2 separate regions of the Mus musculus genome follow, and region 1 is linked to region 2. A link is a contact called in public HiChIP or PLAC-seq data. All regions are on one chromosome and are shown on one strand. The core of a region is the stretch at or near the end of the contact, and the rest is flanking DNA. Distances in the headings are between cores, read along the strand shown.

Evidence for each region. HiChIP or PLAC-seq counts read pairs in DNA pulled down with a chosen protein or histone mark.
Region 1: an HNF4G HiChIP or PLAC-seq map of pancreatic cancer cells shows a contact between it and region 2. The contact joins two enhancer-like sites. A contact is called at or near these places in 1 of 39 promoter capture datasets (the SN4741 cell line), 5 of 484 Hi-C or Micro-C datasets (the HPC-7 cell line, double positive thymocytes, liver and 2 more), 10 of 115 datasets of contacts at active chromatin or transcription factors (the SCID.adh cell line, bone marrow-derived dendritic cells, bone marrow-derived macrophages and 5 more) and 2 of 9 other capture datasets (adipose tissue and liver).

The regions. Positions count from the first base shown.
Region 1 is chr13:37,827,867-37,833,858 of GRCm38.p6, reverse strand. It overlaps a transcript of Rreb1 not described here. Among named protein-coding and RNA genes, the nearest start is that of Gm46411, 31 kb to the right of the region's middle. Within about 2 kb of position 2,643, at least 61 of the 459 cell types and tissues checked have an H3K27ac peak or open chromatin away from gene starts, as enhancers often do. A contact at or near this core is called in pancreatic cancer cells, where this site is marked.
Region 2 is chr13:37,748,726-37,754,949 of GRCm38.p6, reverse strand. No RefSeq gene overlaps it. Among named protein-coding and RNA genes, the nearest start is that of Gm31600, 9.7 kb to the left of the region's middle. Within about 2 kb of position 3,664, at least 92 of the 459 cell types and tissues checked have an H3K27ac peak or open chromatin away from gene starts, as enhancers often do. A contact at or near this core is called in pancreatic cancer cells, where this site is marked.

The sequences.
Region 1 (5,992 bases), core at 1,394-3,893, 80 kb before region 2:
CGTAGAAGCAGCTGATGGAGGAAGGCCCTTGTGGGCCATGTGGAGACACTTGGATCTCTTCCTGTAGACACAAGGAGCCAAGGACTGTTTTGAGGCACGCAAGACAATGCACGCCACTCTGTGGACAACAGGGCAGGGCGAACAGCAGAAAGGAGGAACTGGGCACAGGAAATTAACTAAAGAGGCATTTGCAACACCCTTAAGGGGTTCTGCCCAATGTGGGGCCAGCCACGGAAGACAGTGGGGTGCCTGGCCTGGCTGCCTGAGGACACCAGATCTTTCTGGCCCCTTTCTAGATTGGCTTTCATTTTTTACAAGTACCTGCAGGGCGAGGTGCCTGAAGGGCCCAGCACTGGCAAAAGTTGTAAAAGTAGAAAGCTGGGAGTTGCCAGTTCATAGGATGAGGGCAGGAAAACACCCAAGTGCTGGATGCAACAGGACCCATCCCCGAGCAAGGTGTCTGCTCGGCCGTGGCACTGAGTCCCCTTAGCACAGCTGGTCCACTGGTGTGAGAGATAAAAGGTCCAGAGGCACACAACACAACAACTGGAAGCTCAGAGCATCACAGTCCTCCCTGTTCTGGAACACTGGCTCCCTTACTCTCCCCCCAGGACTCGGGGCCTTGTCTCCGGTCTGAGCGAGACACACTGAGCAGTGGAAGAGAAAAACCAGGGTAAGGCTGGAAGCAAGTGGTACTTGTGTCCCCCGACACTTCTAGACATTTCCAGCTGGGGTCCCATACAAACAAGCACTTCCTCTCTCCCCTCCATCCCTGGGCCCCCTCCTCGTTCCCTCCCCATCCTGTCTTGCCATGGGATAACCCACCTTTCTCTCTAGAGGCATCTGAGCCAAAGGCTCAGGAAAGCTGCCCTTGAATAAAAGATAGATGATTATGTAAGAATTGTACAAAAATCTGAGAAACAAAACGGAGAAAGACTGTGAGTGCCCAAAAGCATCAAGCAAGTAGGGGCTAGTTCAAACACTTAAAAAAAAAAGTTATGTACTCCACATAACTTACAAAATGAGGGAACCTGACAGAAGGGTGGCTGAAAACATGATGGCAGAGTTGAGCCATCTACAGGGGCAGCTTCCTGTCAGTGAACCAAGGTTGTTTTAGAAGCAGACGACTCCTGGGACTGTCTTAGTAACAGGGTTTTTCAAATCTACTTAACAGTCCGGCAGGCAACCATTGCTCCACCCTCAAACTGTCTGTGATACTTTGAACCTGCCAACAGAGCTCCCTTACGGGCATGTAATAAAGAGCTTACCTGCTGCTGTATGGAATTTCTCCACACAGAATACATGCGATATGGAGTGTAACCCCCTACCCCATCCCCTCTTGGTGGTACTCGTGATCTGTTTGAGGGCTCTGGACATACTCAGGGCAGAGCTGGGTCCTAAATCCTACTATTGAAAAGTAGATTTTTTTTTCTACCTTGGCTCCTGGATTTCTGAGACTGAATGGATAATCAAGTCTCCATTGCATGGGGGTGGAGGAGGCTGCCCTGACCACTATAGGAAGTGTAATGGCATCTCTTGTCCCTCTTGCTTAAAGGCTATAACGACCATCCCTTTGAAAAGTAAACCCTGAGCTTGGCTCCTGTCTTCCTCCTCAAGCCCATCCCCAAGTGAACCCCATTAAGAGGGATCTGCTTGTCCTGCCTGTCTGCTCCCCACACTGGAAGCAAAAGGTGCAGTCCCCACCCCACCCCCACTGAGAGAGAAACTTGTAGGTAAATTCAGCTAAAGGTAAAGGAACCAAGTTCTGGAAAGGAAATCTGGAGTGGATACCCGCAAGGCTTCCTGAACTCAAAATATACCACTCTCTTCCATTTATAGGTTTTTGACTTTCTGGAACATTCATTTTATCCTTCCCTACAATGCTTCCCTACAATGGGAGGTAGGAGAGGCGTGCGTGGATAACCGAATCCCCATCGGTAGCAGCAGCGGCAGCAGCGCAGCCAATGGGCTTTGTGCTTGTTTACTTCCCTCCTGCCTCCAAATTCAAGCGGAGAATTACTTCCAAAAGGGCCTGACCTTATTTTAAAGCACCACCACAGAAAGAGACACCCACGGTAAATATTAAATGCTAAGTCCTCAAAGCCAAACTTCCTCCAACCAGCATCAGCTTTCAGTGCTGGCCTGAAGTTAGGAATCAGGGGTCAGGATGGACCTCGCTGTAAATCCCTGTTGTTCTGAATGTAAACTTTAGAAGTTTTGCTAACAGTCTTCACAATCAGAGGCTGACACTTAGCCTAAAAAGCTAAGGGGGTGGGGGGGGGGAGAGGGTGTAAAAGCAACTCAACTACCTATCAACTGCTTTTGTAACAATCCTTCCCCAGTCTTGAAAAAGGGGGCGGGGGGTAAAAGGATGAAATACCAAGCAAGCTCAGGGGAAAAACAAATAGAGCATTTAAAAGCTTTATCTAATTACCCCCACGGAGACTTTTTCTCTTTCAGTCTGGCTGTCTGACAAAACCAGTGGGGGATTTCATTCTCCCTCTCCAGGTGAGCTGGTGAGTCCCTCTCCTCAAGGAGCCTGCAGGTGACTCGCCACAGAAGCAGCCAGTCCCTAGGCCCTGGCCTTCACAGAGGTTTTCAAATGCTCTCAGCACTAGTGGCCTGATTCACACAGAACAAACAGTCTCCGCCCTCCCACTGCTTTGTCTGAGGCACCTATTCACAAGCAGTCACCTTTACTGATGGGCAGACAGACTGGGTAGCCTGCAGCCTGCAGGCTCCTCGAACCAGGGATGCTAGCTCACAGCTCCCTGGACCCTCCTCCCTCCCCTCCTCCCTCCCCCTCTTCTTCAGCTGCCAACAAGCAGGGTGAAATCTCCAGGCATGCTCAGCTGCCCTTCAGACCTTGTTGGGCACCCAAGGGACGTGACAAGAGAGACCTTGAGAAAAGCTGGGCTGATGACACAGCCCAAGGAGACTAACTGCTAACTAGGGAAGGCTCCTCCCCATCTTCCTCATTCTTCTACCTCTGCAGTAAAGAAAACACCAGCAGCCAGGTTTCCCTTCCTTGGTCCGCTTGCCATGTGGGAGTGGGGGAAGTTAAAAGTAAATGATGCATTTCAGAAAGCACATCTTATACTTCCCTCCGGGTTCAGACGGTACACCTTTTACCTCGGATCTACCCCCACCCCCTACCCCTCACCCCTGGGCATGGAAACCACTCTCTGACCCCTGCATGCATTTCAAAGAGGTACTTGATTGCTCCCACCCTAGAAGCACAATCTAAATCTAAAAAAATTGAGGGGGTGGGGGGAAGAGAGAGAAAACCTATCAATCTTTTAATTACACTTGAATATAAAAATATGACTCAAGGAGGCCTGCTTGATAGGTCAGGAAAACACGCATAACCTTGAGGCAGGGAAGCTGCTGGCTTTGCAGCGGGCCTGCCACCCAACAGAAGGGAGGGTTTCCAGCCACCAGCTTGCATCTTTCATCATGAAAAACTTCAAAAACCTTGAAACACTAAGACAATACACAAGTCATAATACTTTTGCCTTCTAACATCTGTTCAGTCCTTCCAAATATATTCTAAACCTAGAGTACTTAAAAAAAAGATTATCTATGAGCTGGGTTGAACAGACAGAGCCAGGGAAGTAGGGTAACATGGACCAGGAACAGCCACATCCACAATCTAATCTAGGAGGAAAGAAAGCCATTGTCCTCTCATCAGGAGGGACTATATTGTAGTTACTATTGATACTATATTGCACTTCTATCTTTTGAATGCAAACGTTTAATAAAAATACAATGGCAAAACATCACTTTGTGGATTATGTAGAATTTCCAAAATAAACATAAAAATCCTTTATTAATGCAAAAGCAGGTGAAGTTATACGTGAATAACAAAAGGGAAGTTCTACCTCTTCACAGACAAGAAAGTCACCCCAGACAAGCTGCCATTTGACACCACAGCAAGGAGTCAAGAGAATACTGAGAGAATACTGAACTTCAATTAAAGACACTTACAAAAGGAAGATTATTTGAATATAATAACAAAAACAAAGACCAACTTTAACATACTACCTTCCTAGATCAAAGAACATGGAAGATTCAGAAATTAATTAAACCTAGTAGGTAATGTAAAACAGGGAAGGACTCCCTTTCAAAAAAGCTTCAGTTAATTTTAGCATCCTTCTGTTTAGCTGCTTAGCAACCCTTATCCTATGACCTTCTAAGCACCACCTACTTTTCAGAAGGATAATGAATAAAAACATCAAAAGAACCCACTTCTAGCTGCTTCTAGAGAGCCTGTTTAACCAATTTCTGTAAAAGTTTATATTAACTATGTCACGCAAAACCCTAAGAGGATAGAATTTTTTTTTCAACTTCATTAACCAGGAAATTTACTTAGCTGAAGCTGTTAAGAGATGTTAGAGTGGGCACACAATAGAAAGACAGACTTCCAAACTGACCTAGGAAGTGAACCAATACAGCAGCAGGTTAAAACAGAAAAGTGAAACAAACAAACAAACAAACAAACAAAAAGCAACCCAGAAGCTGTTTGCTAACAGCTGCTACCTAGTGCCTGACTTAGGGGCAGAAAAGCAATAAACAGCTGTTGATCAGATGAGGACTAACACACTGCATTCCCCTCCCCTTCCTACCTGTACTGGATGCAAATAATCTCTCTCAGATGGTTCTGTCTGAAGAAATCTAAAATAAAGGCCCCTTCCATCAAAAGGTCACTTGCTTGATGATGTAAATGGTTAGGAATGAATGCACCACCTGTAACCAGCTGAGTCAGGCAAACGTTCCCCATCACGTCCACGGCAAGGGTTATGCTGTCTGAGTTTCTGATGAGGAATAATGCGGTATCCAGGGAAACGGCCGAGAATAATATTCCATGTACCACTGAGCATCAACAGCATTTCTTAAGTGAGTAAAGCATTTCTTAAAAAACAAAACATGCTGAAAAGACAGCCAGCCATCTTACCGTAAAAGTATGTTGTAAGATGGAGACAGTGCAACTTAACCCAAAAATAAATGGAGAACGGGAAAATAATTAAATCAAAGTACCCCTCTCTCCCTTTCTTTTGTAAAAATTGGGGAGGGTTTTTTTTTCACACATTTAAAACTTGATTAGAGCCATTCAAATGTTTAATTCACTGTAACCAAATACATCAAAGGAAGACCCATCAGTAGGTACCCCAATGGGCAGAGGTAAAAACAAACAAACAGCAACTCTAAACCTCTAAAACGAGTCCACCCTTGCACGTGTTTTAAGAGTATACTGAACTCTTTCCGAAGAAACTATGGATTCTTTTAGGGCTTACGTACAGAATTTTCTTAAGAGTTTTAACCAAGACCTTAGCCTCCAACTCAGACTTCCGGGTTAAATTACAAACTATACCTGCCTGCTCATGAAAGCATCAAACCTAGAGGATGTTAAAAGCCATCAACACATTCTTTTCATGGCTGTTCTCATTTCTCCACCTTCCACTCCAATTATCTATTGCACAACAACTCGCACGCAGACACAGACCACCATATTATCTGAAAAAGGAATCTCACAACCAAGGGATGCACAAGCAACAAGTGAGCCTTTGCAGAATCATTTGCAAGAATACTTTGCCAACTCCCAACATCTTTATTTAACCAACTTTCTTCCCATAGGCTTTCACAAGGATATGCTTAGCTCTAACTCGAAAACGAGACCCAGTGTTGAGCAGTCTAACAATGGAAACCTGAGGGTAAGGTTTTCGACACCCCGACAAAAGTTGCTTTTTATTCACCCTGTATCGGTCTCCGCCACCACCACCACTACCAGCATCCCCCAAAGAAGAAAATCTCCTCCGAAATGCCCCGAATGAGTGCTGCTGCTGGCTCTGAAGCCGTGTAGAATTTCGTAATGGAATGTGAACTGCTCGTCCGGATCTGGGCTCACGTTCTATCTCTTAACCAGTAAGGAACGAGGGAGGGCAAATCTGCTGAGCAAGGAAAAATAACTTTCCTCCTCTTTTATAACCCATCA
Region 2 (6,224 bases), core at 2,415-4,914:
AAACAAACAAACAAACAAACATACTGTAGTCTTTTGGACAAGAATGGCTCCCATAGATTTATGTATTTGAATGCTTGGTTTCCAGCTGATGGAACTGTTTGGGAAGGATTAAGAGGTGTGGCTTTGTTGAAGGAGGTGTGTCACTCAGGGTGGACTTTTAAGTTTCAAAAGACTTGCATTATTCCCAGGTCACACTCTATGTCTAGTGTTGTCACAAGAGGTAAGCTATCTGCTATTGCTCCAGCACTATGTCTGCCTGCCTGCTGCCATACTTCCTGCCACAATGGTCATAGACTCTTCCTTTGGAACTCTAAGCCCCAGTAAACTCTTCTATAAGTTGCCTTGGTCCTGGTGTCTCATCAAAGCAATAGAAAGTAACTAAGATACACACCAATCCAAGATCCTGTCATTCATTCATTCACCCACTGAGTCTTCAACACCCACTGCTGCAGGAGTTTCTTTGAAGGAAGGCTGGAAATTCCCTTGGGGAAGAGAACACATGAAAGTAGAGTTGGCCTTGGTGCTCAAATATGAGTGATTGGTCTAGTGACCTTGTCATTGGTATCCCAGATTATCCCAGGTCCTGATCACCATCAGCCATCTTCACGGTTTGTTTCTGTCATCACTCCTAATAACAGCTCTTTATGTTTTCTGGGCTTATAGGTTGGTTCTGCCATTTTCGTGAATGATTTTCTCATATCTCTTTAAACTATAACTCTTGGGAGACAAAGTTGAGGGCAATTATGTTAAGTTTAGAGCTTTGGACAGATGGGTCACTGTGTAAATGCTGCCTGTCTATGTAGGGCCCATCTTTTCTGCATATGAGATTGTATATTAAACAGTAGCTCTGTGGCCATTTCTGGGGAGCTGGAGACACCCCACCATGATTCGTCTTTCACATCCAGTCCTGTCCCACAGGTGTAGGTAAAAGGTCAGACCTGGCCTTCATTCTTTTGTTAGTTTGATAACTCAGACAGAGACCACTCTCTTTTAAAGCTTGCTTTGCAAATACTGCCCCATTTCCTGCCCAGCAACTCTTTAAGACTCAGGGATGTCCCACGTGTGGTGTGGAATTCCTAGGAAGTTCTGCACAGTGCCTGTAGGTGGGACCATCAAGCTCTTAGAACAAACTAGTGGCAAGTACTGCAAAAAGTTCTAGGCCAAGCTGTAGCCATTCTAGCAAGAATGAAGATGCCGTAGAAGAACCTTTGTTCTTCTCCTTGGACTTTCAGACCTTTGAAACAATGAACCCCAAGGTATTGAACTTTCCCTAGGAACCTAATTCTGGGAAAAGAAAAAAAAACTGGAAGCCTGGTGCCAGCCAGCTGCAGGGTTGGTAGGTAGAGGGTATGGGGAGGGGGTGTCTTGGAGGTTGTTGCAGAGGTTGGACCACACACCATATCTCCTAGAAAGAGATTTTAGGAGATATGGTTCTGGCACAGTTCTGACTACCTGTCAGATCACTTTGTAGGAGGTTGCAGAACAGGAGCCCAGGTTTTATTTTGGCTCACAGTTGAAGAAGGGAAAAGGTCTCTCATGGTGGCTGGTATTTGAGTTAGGTGGTCGCACCGTAGCCTTGCTGTACTGGAGCTCACTCTATAAACCAGACCAACAGTCAGTGTAGAGAGCCACCTTTGTCTGCTTCTTTTTTTTTTTTTTTTTTAATATTTTTTTATTAGGTATTTTCCTCATTTACATTTCCAATGCTATCCCAAAAGTCCCCCCATACCCTCCTGTGTCTGCCTCTTGAATGCTGATTGAAGGGACACATCATCAGACCGGACTCTGGTTGGTTTTGTTTCATTTTGTTTTGAATCAGGATCTTGCTTATAAAGACCAGACTGGCCTTTGAATTCTTGGTCTTCCTGCTTTAAACACCTGAGTGCCTATAGCATGGCTATAACTTTTTTTTAAAGAGTTGCTTTTAGAATTACTCTGTAACAGCTGATGTGGTGGCTTTAATCCCAGCACTTGGGAGGCAGAAGCAGGTGGATCTCTGAATTTGAGGCCAGCCTGGGATAGAGAATTAGTTCTAGGACAGCCAGGGCTTCACAGAGAAATCTTCTTTCAAAAAATCAAAACCAAACCAACCAAACAAACAAACAAAAAAAAACCCCAACTACAATACACACAAACAAACAAACAAACAATCCCTCCCCCCCAAAGTCTATAAGAAGAATTCCTTCATTTTCTGGAAATGAGACCAGCAGTAAGCTCCTTTTGAGATTGTCCTGGTGTGTCTGTTAACGAGTGATACCAGAAGGTATTAGCATTGTTTTCTTTGTTGTTGTTGTTTGTTTGTTTCATTTCTCTCTGTGTAGTTATTGTACCTGGACTACAGGAGGATCCTATTTTAATAATGAAAGATTTGGCAAACTGATTTTTACTTAAGGGCTGTAGAGGAACTTTCTAAGAAACTCCGGGTGAATTGCTTGGCAAGGAGAAAATACATTCACAGATCCACCAGTCTCTGTGGTTTGTATTTCTTTTATCTCCTGCATGGCGTGGCCTTCAAAGAAATGGACAAAGAATGCACAAACTCTGCCTTCGGAACTCTGTTGAAGCATTTTACTGGGCCAGTGAAATGGCCGGGTGTTAAGGACAAACACAATGTCTGTTGGCAGTTTCATATGGCCCAGCTTGGTAGTAAGGGGCAGGAGAATGACACTTAGTGAAGGATCAGGGAAGGCCTGTGGGAGGTACGGATGCTCAGAATGGCAGAAGGCATGTAGTGGCTAGAGCTACCTCTCAGAGTGTAGGTGCCAACTTTTATTTCTTAACTCCAGCATTCTCCAGGACCTCTGAGTAGTCAGCTGACCTCACCTCTTGCTCTGCCCTTTCTCATTGTGAACTTCCAATCTTGCAGCTTAACCCTAGAGAGAGGACACTCAGCCAGGTGGCATTGACCTTGATCTGCACTCCAGCCATTTTGGGCTCCTTCTCCTGCAGTTTATCTTGGGAGCACAAAGGTCCTGATTGGATTTGATGCTCAAACCTCTCCCCCAAGGCTTCCCTTTTAGGGATTTGGGTATTTTAGACAGAGAAATACACAGACAGCTGTGGGTGGGTTGGATTGTGGCCGGTTCCCAGCTGGGCAGAATGCAAGGCTCTCTGCTTTTCAGGATCCTGCTGTTTTCTCAATGTGAACAGGGGCTGCCCTTGGGGCTGCTCTTGCCTGGTTCCTTACTTAGTACTTCTGTGAGACTGATTCTACTTCCTGTTGTTGCTGCCCATTTAGACTTTCTTCCTCCTCCCTCCTGGCAACTGTTGGGGGGGGGGTTGCCTGTAGCAGAGCCCAATCAGACTTCTTCCTGGAACAGCCTTTCAGCCCAGGGATGTGCTAGATCAGGACACACACACACACACACACACACAGACACACACACACCCCAAATCAGAACATGAACAAACACACACAAAACAGATCAGGATAGACTGACAGACCGACAGACAAACAGACAGACACACACACACACACTCCCGAGGGCAGTGGAGGTGTGGCAGAGAGAGAATTTTCATGCACTCGACTTTTGTTTGCTGAGCCCTGCCCTGGGCGTGTGCTGGACCACCTTCCTAAAGGAATCACGCACAGCCTGCAAGCAGCCAGGCTGTTGAGCCCGTGGAGAGGGCCACACGTGATGAAAGGATGTGTGATGGGGGTTGAAAGGCTATGTGTGTTTCCTCAAGAGAGAGAGAGAGGGGAAGATCTGAAAGACTGAGAAGGGAGTCCATTTGTTTTGCATGAAGAAAACAGTGTTATTTGAAGGATGCTCTCCAGATGTGCGAGTACAGTCTGTCAGTCACTTGGAGGGAAGGGCAGGAGAGTAGCAAGTTCAAGGCCAACCAGGGCTACACAGTGAGATCTTGTCTCTAGGTGGGGGGGGGGGGTAGGAAAGAAATGGTAACAAATTATTTAATTTTTCTAATAATGGAAATGGTAGCTACTTACCATGGGTTTTTCAGTATTTTGGGACATGACTTACTAATTTCAAAACCACTTTAGGTCAAAAGATGAAACGGCTTTAATCTTCACTGTAAAATGTATTTTTCTTCTGGGTCTTACCTGGTCCTGGGTTGTTGTAAGCCAGCAGCAGTGACCCAAGCCTCATGCCTTCATGTCTCTTTCTCTCTTTAAAAGAAAAACAAAATTGAGCCAGGTGGTGGTAGTGCACTCAGAAGGCAGGCAGAGCCCTATGAGTTCAAGACTAGCCTGGTCTACAAAGTGAGCGCCAGGATATCCAGGGCTGCAAAGAGAAACCCGGTATCAAAAGTCAAGCAAACATAAGAAAATGTTTTGTTTTGTTTCACTTTAAAATTGATTTGCATGACTGTCACAATGCCACGGTACATCTAGAGGCCATAGGACAACTTTCAGGAGCCAGTTCCTTCCTTTTGTGACGTGATATCCTGGGACTCAAACTCAGGTTGTCCAGCTTGGTGGCAAGTGCCTTTACTTGCTGGGCCATCTCATCAGGCCTCCCTTACTTTGCCAACCTCACATCAGACCTCTAACCTTTGAACTGTATTTTGGGCCAATGAGCCTGTCCTTCCGTTCATTAGACTCCTCACCCAGGACAGCCTTCTGTGACTGTCTCCATCAGGCGAGGTCTCATTGAACAATTATGAGTTAGGTTTCCTGGCACTCTGATGGTTTCTTCTCCGGAGCAACCAGTCATTCATGGATTTAGCATCCTCGAACACCTCTCCCAAGACACTAATTATACTTAATTTAACACTCTTCTCTTTCCTGTTGAGCTTATTTCCCCAGGGTCTAATTTCCTCCCACTGCTGGTTTTCTCAGATGCGTTGTGATCCCTGGGTGTACCTTATGTACCAGATGAGAGTTTGGAGTTTGCCACTGGCAACTAGCACATTCCGGGCCTGGTGGAAATCCCTTCACCTTTGGCATCGACCCCTGATAACGATGAGGGGGAATTGAAACATAGAGGGGAGGGGCGAATGTGGGTGAGAGGAAGATCTGGAGTACAGATAACAGGCAGGAGGAACATGGGGGTCGAAAGAAGGGATTAGGCCTGCCAAAAGGAGAACCAAGGATGCCAGCAGATATGGAAGGATGCTTGGTGGGGTGGCAGATGGAGAGGGTTGAAGCCGAGTGGCTTTTCTCAACTCTGAACAGTGTGAGGTCCATTTACAGTGGTGGGTGGGACTTGAGCAAAGGGAAGTAGAGATAACAGACAAATCCCGGAGGCAAGGAGATCCTTGTGAGGGGGTTGCCATAGCTGCAGTGAGCAGAATAAGATGTGGGCGTGGTAAACAAAGAATAAGAAGCAATTCTTTGAGCTGCTGCTGAGCTTTCAGGCTGGGCTTAACCCATCCCCCAGGGGTAGAGTGCTTGAGAGAGGAGAGTCTTCAGTGTGGGTGGAGAGTGGGAAAGATGCTGTCTGAGCCCCTGTGAAGAAGGAACAGGTCTGGGGAAGAGGGCAAGTAGGGTCTGAGATGCTGATGTGATATGGAAAGGGACCTGCAAGTCTGGGATAGTGAGTGAGGTCCAGGGGGCAGGGGCGGGGGAGGGGGCGGGGGCAGGGGAGGAGGTTGGGCGTCAGAGCCAGGCTTAGGACAAGTGTATACTGAGGTGATAGCTGGTGTCACAGGCATATGGATGGGATTTCTGAGGGCTCTGACGGACTCCAAGGAAGTGAGAGGAAGAAGAGGAAATTGTAGAGTAACCCAAAATGGAACTGTCAAAGAAGGAGGGTTAATCTAGCATAAAAGCCAAAAAAGCCGAAGGGAAGGAGGCAGGGCTGTGGGAGGGGTGGGTGATGGGTAGTATGAACTGAGGTAGTACAGTAGCTCACAACCCTAGACTGATGGTTCTGATGCACACATGTTTCTAGAAGTAACTTAGGTAAGCCTTAAGACATTGCTTTCCCCTTCCACCCTCCCTTTTTTTTTATAGACAGGACTACCGAGACCAGAGATGCAAGTGCCCGGACTCACCTCGAACCTGCACAGTGTGGCAACATATGGTCCCCAGAAGAGACTGATAATACATTTTAGGAGCTTTGAAACTCAGGCTTTATTTCGAATATTCAAGGGGAGACACCGGATCCTTGCCATGTAGGGACCCCATTGCCTCAATGCTACCCACAGCCCTAAAGCCAATGGGTGGGCATAGTAGTCAGTCAGCACATGGCTTCCACCCTACCCCTCTATACAACCTTTAGGATGAAGCTATGGGGCTTGACTGTCAGAGTGTGGCACAC